Regions from separate parts of the Anas platyrhynchos genome. Here region 2 is linked to region 1. The links are chromatin contacts, called in public Hi-C maps. All regions are on one chromosome and are shown on one strand. Each heading gives the region's core, a stretch centred on a gene start, on an enhancer-like site or on the middle of the called end of the contact. The rest is flanking DNA. Distances are from core to core; before and after follow the strand shown. Region 1 overlaps RABGAP1 (RAB GTPase activating protein 1). Region 2 holds the start of CRB2 (crumbs cell polarity complex component 2).

Region 1 (4,390 bases), core at 1,174-3,673:
GCCAAAACACTGCCCAAATTGCTGGGTTTCATACACCAAACCTCAAGCTGTGTAAAGGTTAGCTCTTTGAAGTGAGGCATCCAGCTGTGCAAGAGGAAGAGAAGGAAGTCACACCACTATGATTTCATCTTCAACTTTTCTGAGTGCATTAAACCAGTTTTGCCTCCAGATACTAATAGCGAGGTGATCACGAGAACATTTGCTGTTGTCACTGGTTCTTGACTCTGGAGCCCGAGGGGGTGCCGTGCTCTGGGAGTCTGCAAGGCCTTTGGGTGTGTGTGGTGATGGAAGGCAGAAACGAACGCTGGAGTCCCACCAGTTCTCCAGGGGCACAGAAGGCAGCAGTAATTCTGTTAACATTTGACTGCACCACTGAGGAGTGACTTTAAGGAATTAGTGTTGTCTCAAGCTCATCATTTACTGACCTCCTTTTCAGCAGAATGCTGTTGTAATCACAATGCCTTAGCCAAGCTACTTCTCCCTTCCTATAAATGATTTATTTTGACATCAGACCCTTTTCTGCTCAAAAACACTTCCAGACACAGAGCTGGATATTTCTACTGACAGCAAAGGACTTGTATTTTAAGTCAAAGAAGGCTATTACATGCAGCACTCCAATCAGAGGCAACAAACATGGATGAGATACAGAAGTGTGCAGCATCTGTGCAGAGCCTGCACAGAGCAGTGCAGCCTGCACTTTCTCCATAACTTTCCATTTAATCCCCTGAAAACATGAAGCACTCAAGAAAGCAGTGTACGACCTTGACTGTTTGCCTTAACTACTTCACACAGCACTGAGAACGAAGGGAAATTTGGCAGAGTGGGAAGAGGAACAAGTTATTTGGAAACATGAAAAGCAAATGCACCCATTACACGATCTTAACCAGATGTATATGCAATGTCTAATCTGTGGCTAACATCAAATGTTTGGATGAGCTAAAACAGTTTGCTTACTTCTCAATTATTTCCTAATTTCTACACCAGTGTCATTTAAGACATACTTGAATTCTATGGAGAATATCGCTACTTGATGTCTTGAATGTTAACATACTAGGGAAGATGTGTACTTATAAACTGACGCTACAAAAGAATTCCTCCAGTGAATTTAAAGAAATATAAAAACAAAAAAAAAAGAATCATACCAGTATATTTGACCATACATTAATCTATGTGAAATTATAAAGAAAGAATCACAGCTTCCTTAAAATATACAAAATAAATTATCAAAGTTCCATTTTAGAACTCAATTATCCCGTCTATAAAGAGGAAACGATACATTTCTTACAGTAACTTCATTCTGAAATTCTATTTTAAGGGCCTATTCCAAAATGCCAATATAAAGCTTTAGCTAGAGTATTATTGATTATAAAAGCAATTGACTTTCAGCTACAAGATAATGCAATACTTGATGTATATAACTAAAGTCTTAATGTCAAAGGCTAGAACTTTCATTTCATGTAGTTATACTTAATAAATAGGGCTTAATGGGCAACTGAAATGTAACAAAAAACATCAAACAAAAGAACTCCACGGTGTACCTCAGCAATTCAAACACGCAAGGAAGCCCACAGAGCTCTCCGAATAAATTATCTCAGAAAACAGGAACTATTGAGATTAATTCATTTACAGAGAGAAAATTTCTGGGACAACATCTCTCCAGTCTACAGTACATACTGAACTCTAGCTTCTATTCTGTCCAAAAGAAGGCTCCTAGAAGGATCAGAGATGACATATTTTCCCATGATACACGTTTTCTGTTCTGTAAGTCATAAGGCTAACCATTCTCAGTATTTTTTTTATTACAGTATCACGTGTGCCCAATTAAAAATAGCCACACTCTGAAAGATAACACTTTGTTTGTGCATTATATACTCCATTTTAAATAAAACCTCCCCCCTTCTTCTCAGTTAAAGATACTACCCTTTTTGCACCTACTACTAGACGAGAACTTAAAAGAACTGCAGCTATGTCAGTATTTTATTTTAGTGCCATTAGTGGCGTTTTTGTTGTTGTTGTGTTGTTTTTTGTTTGTTTGTTTTTAAGCCTGATTTTAGTAGCACTAAATATTGCTCTCTGAAAGCCAGTCTCTTATTTCTCCATGTGGGCCTCTATCACTGAAAATCTCAGGGCTTTACTGTATTTCACTGCAAAAAAATCTGCAGTTATTTTCACTTGGACAAATAAATTGTGAAGTTACATATGGAGACTGAAATTGTACCCATTCAAGACATAGTCACAATTGCTATCACCACATCTTTACCTTCATATTACAGGCTAATTCCATCAGCTTCTTTGCATTTTCCTCTGAACGGTATCTCTTGGGCAGCTGTACACGGAAGAATTTTAATGCCCCTTCAAAGTCAGTCAGTAACAGATCATCCTTGGTAGTCTGGAGACAAGGACAGAAGACCCAGTAATTGCAAAGCAGATTTTGAACAAATACTGAATTCCCAGAGACAACGCAACAACAGTTTTGTAAAGCTCCCAAGAACATATTTACTTTTTAACCTTCTAAAAACTCTGTTTGTTTCTATTTCTGCAACCTTCTATTCCCTGCCACCCCATCCCCCAAAAGCACCCTGCTGCACTGAGCAAGCCACACAACAGCATATGTAATACAGGAAGTTGTTAGCTTTAAATATATATATTATTATAATAATTATTATTATTAAATAGTTTTTAATAAACATCTTAAGTTTTGATACTGTGCATGATGTAGCATAAAACACTTTAAAAATTGGATACTCACTTTTAATAATCCCAGTGCAACATTAAAAATAACACTTATTCCCTAAAGAGAAAAATAATAACAAGATAAATTAATTTCTCAGTATTTACAACTCTAGTTATTTGGTGGGTTTTGTTGTTCGTCTAGTTTTTGTGAAGTTGAAAACCAGGATACAAGTTTACACATGTAGGTAACTACAGGTACTACATGAAATCAAAGGCCCTGAGAATGACTTTGCAAAAAATGAGGAAGGTATTTTACTGGATTGCCATTATGTGATAGCAAACCAATCTTTCAGCACAGGTTTTACTGTCTCCTTAGTAGTTTGAAACTCCAGAATGATGAGAGCACTGTACTTTATTTTTAATGACTAGTCGGTCAGCTCAAGGTCCCTTAGTTTTCATATAGCAACTTCAGAAAATACTGGAATCATATGCAGCAATATATGCATGAATACATCAATTTCTGGTATTCAAAACCTGGAATAATTCTTTTAATGACAAAGAAAGTCATTAATGACAAAGAAAGTCATCACTTTAGGACAGAGTCCTACATCATCTAACCTTTGCCACTACTTTTTAGAAGTGTTTTATTTAAATTGAGCAATTAATTATGAAAAGTCAACAGCAGCATGCAACTTAAGTGGTACCTTCAAAAATCGAGACACATTGCTGATATTGTTTCAAGATTGTCTTTCTCTTCCCCAATGAATTATTTTTTCTAAATGACAAAGAAACCCCTGAGCCTTCACTATGAACACATTTACTATTTATGAATTTAAAATGTGTTTCTAAACAAATAAAACTGATTTTCTAGATACCATCTGTTACTTTCTGTTTCATTGGCACATGGACAAATCAAGCAGCAGACAGATAACAGTGAAAGGGTAAAAACATTGACCAGGAGGTTTATGAATGCTGAAACCCCTCCGTGTAGGGAATGCAGATAAACTGTGCCACTTCACAGCAGCAACTGCAGATCTGGTGAAGAATGCATGAATAATATTAATCAGCAAGTATAAAAGTAAATCATTAGTTAGCTCAGGGATGCTTCAGTACAAAATGTGAATTGTTCATATATTTTAATAAGCTCCAACTGAAACTACACTACTTACCAACATACCACCAAATATACTGTTTTAAACATGATTATGTGCAAAACCTCGAAGTAAAGAATTTGCTTTCCTCCTTATATGCTGGGAAGTATAAGGAGACTTCAAGTCTCCTGGAAAAAGAGCTCCAAGCTTGTGAGGTTACCAGCACAGAAGTTAGCTGAGAAATTTTATATGCAATGGCCTTCTTGCAACAGTGTTCTACAAAAAAATGGTATCATCTATAATACAATTTAACCACCAAATAAATTTGGAATCTTTCATCCACATATTTGTAAATTAATTTCCATTCCATGAGCACTGTATGGAATTATACATACAGATTAAACAGTATTCAATGAAATGGGATATTATAATCACATATGTTCCCAATTCATACCTTTAAAATGCTGAGATCTCTTTTTCACTGCAAAAACGTAACACTTCTACATAAAAATAAGTATCACTTGCCTAGCTCTGAAAGAACAGATAGTAACAAGGACATGAACCAAGATAGTAAAAAACTGTCAAAAGTTACTAGTAGTACAAACCTCCAATTATAACACGTACCT
Region 2 (5,143 bases), core at 1,022-3,521, 91 kb before region 1:
TTTGTTTGTTTTTTTTTTTATGAAGATTTCTAAAATATATGCCTCAAACAGCTTTTTTTTTTTTTTTTCCAATTCAAAGTCTGTCCTCAGATACTTTTGCACAAATCCCATTAACTTTGGTACATATGTCTGAAGGCAGAATTTGAAACCTGTAAAGAACTGGGTCACTGGACAATGGCAAGTCTCAAACAGAGATTTCTTTTCTGTGTTATAACAAGAGAATGCCTCTTCCCTCAGGCACTATGTGAACATGCCCATTTGTCTGTAAACAATACCAGACACTTGAAAATTGATAGGTTACATTTCATCCTTGCTCACGTAGGATTTTTCTCTTTGCTATAGCTAATAGCCATTTAGTCCTCAATGTAGCATTTGTAGCTGATGCTGGATCATCCAAGTACACCGTCCCATGGGGCTGCCTCACAGAATCTCAGTGCCTGGTTCATTCCAAGCTTAAAATCAGTAACTATCAACAGCTTCTTGCAAAGAGGTCCTCTGTTATTCTGGCTTTTGTTTGGTTGGTTTTGGTCCCCATGAGAACTGTTGGTCTTATATACCAACCCCTTCCTTTACTCTATTTTTTATTTAATTCTGGTAATAAAATTATCAGATGTACAGAACGCAACATAACCACATATGAGATCTGCAAGCTGTAAAATCAGTCTTGGCATGGATATTTTTACAAGCTAATTCTATATTAAATGTCTCCGAAATAAATAGAGGAGTTCAGTCACTTACTCTGTGTGCTCTACATTAACATCTCAGATCGGTATGTTTCATTAACATCTCAGATTGGTATGTTTTTCCATATAACTGGTTATAACCCATTATATACTTGTCACAGTACAAAATCCACACAGCACAAGTCAGACCACCCTCAGCTAGTCTGACCATTCAGGAGAAAGACGAAATCGCTGTGCAGTACTCAGGTTGTGAGTTTCCTTTCCATACTCAGCTTGGAATTCTAACCCAGACTACATGAGTTGGGCGTGTTACCTCTGGCAAAGTGCTTCAGCTCATTTTTTGTCTCTGTGTCTCTACAGCCTTTGTGATTCCCTCAGTTGTTTAGGGGATGCTGGGAAAATTCAAAAATACCAGATAATGTTCTAGCATCCCCTTGACACCACAGCCTTGCAAAGAAGCCTACAAACTATCAGCGGTTCAGTTTGAACAAGCTAGGCCTCTCACTACATGTAAAGTTATTCATGCACGTGTGTTTTCTACTTCTCTTTAGAATGAACGTTACTGCTTATCTTCAGCACTGCAGAATTCCAAAAACTACCGCCTTTTACCAAAGTTCCCTCACAGGCTGCTTTAGCACAGCATGTTGCACGTTGATTAGTTTGGCATGGCATTCCCCAGTCAATTGCCTTTCATCCCTGCAGCCTATGCAAAATTGGTTTTGAAAAGTGTGAGAAATTATATTACATAGTACAATCGCCATGAACTAATATGTTCAAAGCTGAGCCTGAAAGGCACTTAAACTAGAAAACCTTGCAGAAATTTTGAAGCACTCGCGCAAACAGCTCTGGAAACATTCGTCTCTTACATTGATCCTGGAGTGCCAAGTCTTGAGAGGAAAAAATAATATTTTTGCACAAATTATGGGTCAAATATCCTCGTTTGAGGCACTCAAATGTAATGATATTGGCCATTTGAATGTTGAAGCAGAAGCACTGAGGTTCTTTGACACGCATACCAACAAACAAAAAAACCCAGACCCAACCTTCCCTCCTCATACCTAAAGGTTTCGGCACGCTAGCGCTGCTCTGAAGCGTTTGAAGCACATTACTGGAACTCTCCCTCTGACTTTGTGTTAGTGCCCGTGGCAGATGGAGCTCTAGAACCGTCAGATGTCTGGGGCTGGGAAGAATTACCACAGGGCAGCTGAAATCTAACTTGAACTGAGAAGGTGAGCCTTTGTCTTGATTTCTAGAGGAGAAAGACGTGTATTACTGCACGCTGTATTCCTTGTGGTGCCCACCCTGCCCAGGCTCACCCACAAGTCCTGATTTTAACGGCTTGACACCCGCTGCGGGATCCGTGTGGCGAGCAGCCCGCACGGTCACCCCGCTCCTCAGCGCAGCGCAGGCCGCTCCCTCCCACCGAGGGGCTGGGGAAGCGCCGGGGCCTCACCTCACACCTCACCCCGGGCCGGGCCCTGTCCGAGCCGAGCGGCCGGGCGGGGACGGGACGGGCACGGCCCGGGACCGGCCCTCACAGGGGCGCCCTGAGGCGGGGCCGCGGCGCCCCCGCTCTGAGGGGCCGTGGCCGGGGCTCCCCGCGCGCACCTGCGGCCGCCTCCGCCAGGCCCCGCCGCGCCGCTTGCGTACCCTGCGCACGGCACGCCGGCACCTACGCCACTTGCGCAACGGGAAGCCTCTCAGGTGCAGCGCCCGCCTCGGCGGCGTTACGGAGATTCCGTAAGGAACACTGCCCTCTTTGAGGGGCTTTACGCAAGCGGCGTACCGAGCTGCGGGCTCGGCCGCTCCCGCCTCGCACGGCCGCGGGAGCTCCCTGAGGCGCCGGGAGCGCTCCCCGCGGGCGGCGGCCGGGGCTAAGGCGGGGTACGCGGGGCGCGGCGGCCGCAGGTAGGGCCGGGTCGAGCACCTTTACGTCAGCCCCGTGAGGCCGCCGCGGTGAGGGGAGGGAGGGAGGGGAGGAGGAGCGGGCGGCCCGGCGGGGCTCCGCTACGCACTCTGCGCGGCGGCGCGGCATCCCTCTACGCCGGCGGCGTAAGGCTCCCTCTCAGGTGCAGGCAGGGGGCGGGCTCACGTTGCCCGGCAGCCGCAGCCTATGGGGGCGCGGGGCGCTGTCACGTGCCCGAGCCCCGCTCGCCGCTGCGGAGCCGGAGGAGCCGGACGGGGCCGGGCCGGGCCGGGGGCTGCGGCGGGGCCGGCGGCCGGCGGGGTGAGGGGGGGGGGGAGCGGGGACGGGGGGGGACCGGTGGTGAGGGGGGGGGGGGGGCTCGGTGCCACCCTGAGGGGAGGCGGGTGCCGGGCACCGCTCCGCCCACTGCACCGGGCACTGCGGGCAGCAGGCAAGGGCAGGACGGGGGCGGCGGGGCCGTTAGGGAAGGGGGGGGGCGGGGGGGGTGTGGGGACCGTTAGGACCGTTGGGACCGTTGGGGTGGGGGGGGAGGTGTGAGGGAGGGGCCGTTAGCGCGGGGGGGGGGCTGGGGGCGGCGCGGGGCCAACGGGCACCGGGGGGGGCGGGGGGGGAGCCCGGTCCCGGCCCCCCCGGAGCGTCCCCGGGGCCCCCCCAGCGCCGCAGCCCCGCGGGGTGCGGGAGGAGCCGCCCGCGCCCTGCCCCGCGCTGGGGTTGGGGTCGGGGTCGGGTCGGGGTTTGTTACCTTTTATTCCCCTTCCTGGCTTCGCCCCGCACCGGGGGCTGTGGAGCCGCTGCTTGGTGTGCAGGGGAGAAGTGCCGAGGCTGGGGATCCGCTGGAGGGTCCCCAGGGGGGCAGAACGCCAGTTCTGTATGGGGCTGGACGTGCCCGCTGCCCGGCCAAAGGGCTCCCTGGTGATCCCACGGTGCTGTGCGATCCCAGAAGGGACGGGGAGAATGTCCTGCTCCAAAGAGTCCGTGCACGGAGCAGAGCGTTGGAAGGGCTGGTAAAATGGTGGAGTTGGGATGGGTCTGAATTTGCGTGGCTGTGTCCTACAGACCTTTCTTTTTCAGTACGAGGCTTCGGGTATTTCTTACAGAAGACTTAACGCTTCTGAGCGTGGTTAAGGTGAGGGAAGACTGAAGTGCATGCTGTTGTCAGGTGGTCGTAACGTGACGTAAGGTGTTTCAGATCTCCAGTTCTAAAAAGTGCTTGCACCACTGGCACGTAAGTCAAAATAGTTGTGCTTACAGAGCCGTGTGTCCTGGCAAGCGTCTAAAACCCAGTAAAGGCAGAAAGTTAACCTCACTTCCTTCACTCGTGCAGAATGATTTTCTGTTCTTGGAAAGAACAGGGAAGGAAGGACTCTGAAAACTTCGGTCTCACTGTATTTTGTTTTTGAGGATGTGATGACCTCTCTTTGGGAGACCCAAAGGAAGCAACTGAGGAGGCAGAGAGGGCCTGGGGTTTGCAGCAAGGGAGTGACGATGGAAAAGTGCTGCCTGTGCTGGGGGACAGGGGGAGGCCTTGAAAATATCTGAGGGAAGGAGTAAGGCCTGGCTGTGTCCGTAGAGGTTGTACTGGTGTTTTCCTTTATAAGTGTGTGCTGGTTGCTTGCAGCCTCTCAGAAAGCAGAAGAGTTCTCCAAGAATTTGGATAGTCTGCCTCTTAGATGGGCCATCAAAAATGTGTAAAGGATGGGTTGAGGTTATTTCCTGCCAGTCTGCAGAAGAAGTAGTAGAAGGCCGTGTCAGCAAACGGGCTGGCTGTGACTTGTACTACATTCCTGGTCATTTTTAGGAAGTTGGACTCTGGAAGTTCTTGGCGTGTGTCATTTTGTCTCTCTGGAACTTTCCAATCATTTTTTCTGCTTCACATTAGTGTAGAATGAAGGAAGGAATAGGGAAAAGAGCGGGTACTGATCGCTAATGGTCAGGTTTTAATATTTTGTTTTCCGTTTCTCATTATCTTGTCGTTGATAGCACAAGTCTAGTGCTGTTTTCGCATTCCTCGTAGAATCTTTTGTTCTGGCAAAGTTTCTTACTCCTGTTTTATAAAAGGGCCGTTCGTCCACGCCGATCGCTATTATTGAACTATCGACAGTATTGTCGTCTCCTCCCAAAGAGGATGCTGAGGAAGCACCAGGTCTTGCTCCCAAGGGTTCACGGGCTAAATGGAAGGTAGGAATCTAGGACTGAATTTCTTGGAACCGGAGGAAGCTTCTACCTAGAAATACCCATGTGTTTGGGTGAGCCCCAGCTGGTGACTGAAGGTTGCTGAGTCCAGCCTCGTGGCTTGTCCTAGAAGATGGAATTCCAGCTGCTTCTGGTTGCTGCTGCTGTAAAACCAATTGCAAGTGAGAAGTGGTAGGCAAGTGGAAAGGTGTAACACAAGGTGGGCCTCATGTGCAGATCCCTACAACAGAGTCTTGAGCTAGCTAAGCAATCGTATAGAAAGCCATTGGGCGGAGAGGAGCAGTGTGGGAGCAGAGGGCAAAAGGCATGCCTTCCGTAAATATTAGCGTAGAGCTGAAAC

What was found. Hi-C and Micro-C count contacts between places; a contact is called where the count stands out from the background.
Region 2: a Hi-C map of F1 follicle shows a contact between it and region 1, with 2.3 times the contacts expected there. The contact joins the promoter of CRB2 here to the enhancer-like site in region 1. A contact is called at or near these places in 3 of 8 Hi-C or Micro-C datasets (F1 follicle, skeletal muscle and subcutaneous adipose tissue).

Annotation. Positions count from the first base shown.
Region 1 is chr18:12,637,869-12,642,258 of IASCAAS_PekinDuck_T2T, reverse strand. RABGAP1 (RAB GTPase activating protein 1) reads right to left here. Exons shown (of 25, transcript XM_027470903.3): 16 at 4,389-4,390; 17 at 2,750-2,791; 18 at 2,261-2,389. Among named protein-coding and RNA genes, the nearest start is that of GPR21, 22 kb to the right of the region's middle. Within about 2 kb of position 2,423, at least 1 of the 8 cell types and tissues checked has an H3K27ac peak or open chromatin away from gene starts, as enhancers often do. A contact at or near this core is called in F1 follicle, where this site is marked.
Region 2 is chr18:12,727,928-12,733,070 of IASCAAS_PekinDuck_T2T, reverse strand. It overlaps CRB2 (crumbs cell polarity complex component 2), which reads right to left and starts at 2,271. Exons shown (of 13, transcript XM_072025256.1): 1 at 2,137-2,271. STRBP (spermatid perinuclear RNA binding protein) reads left to right here and starts at 2,764. Exons shown (of 19, transcript XR_005259945.2): 1 at 2,764-2,910.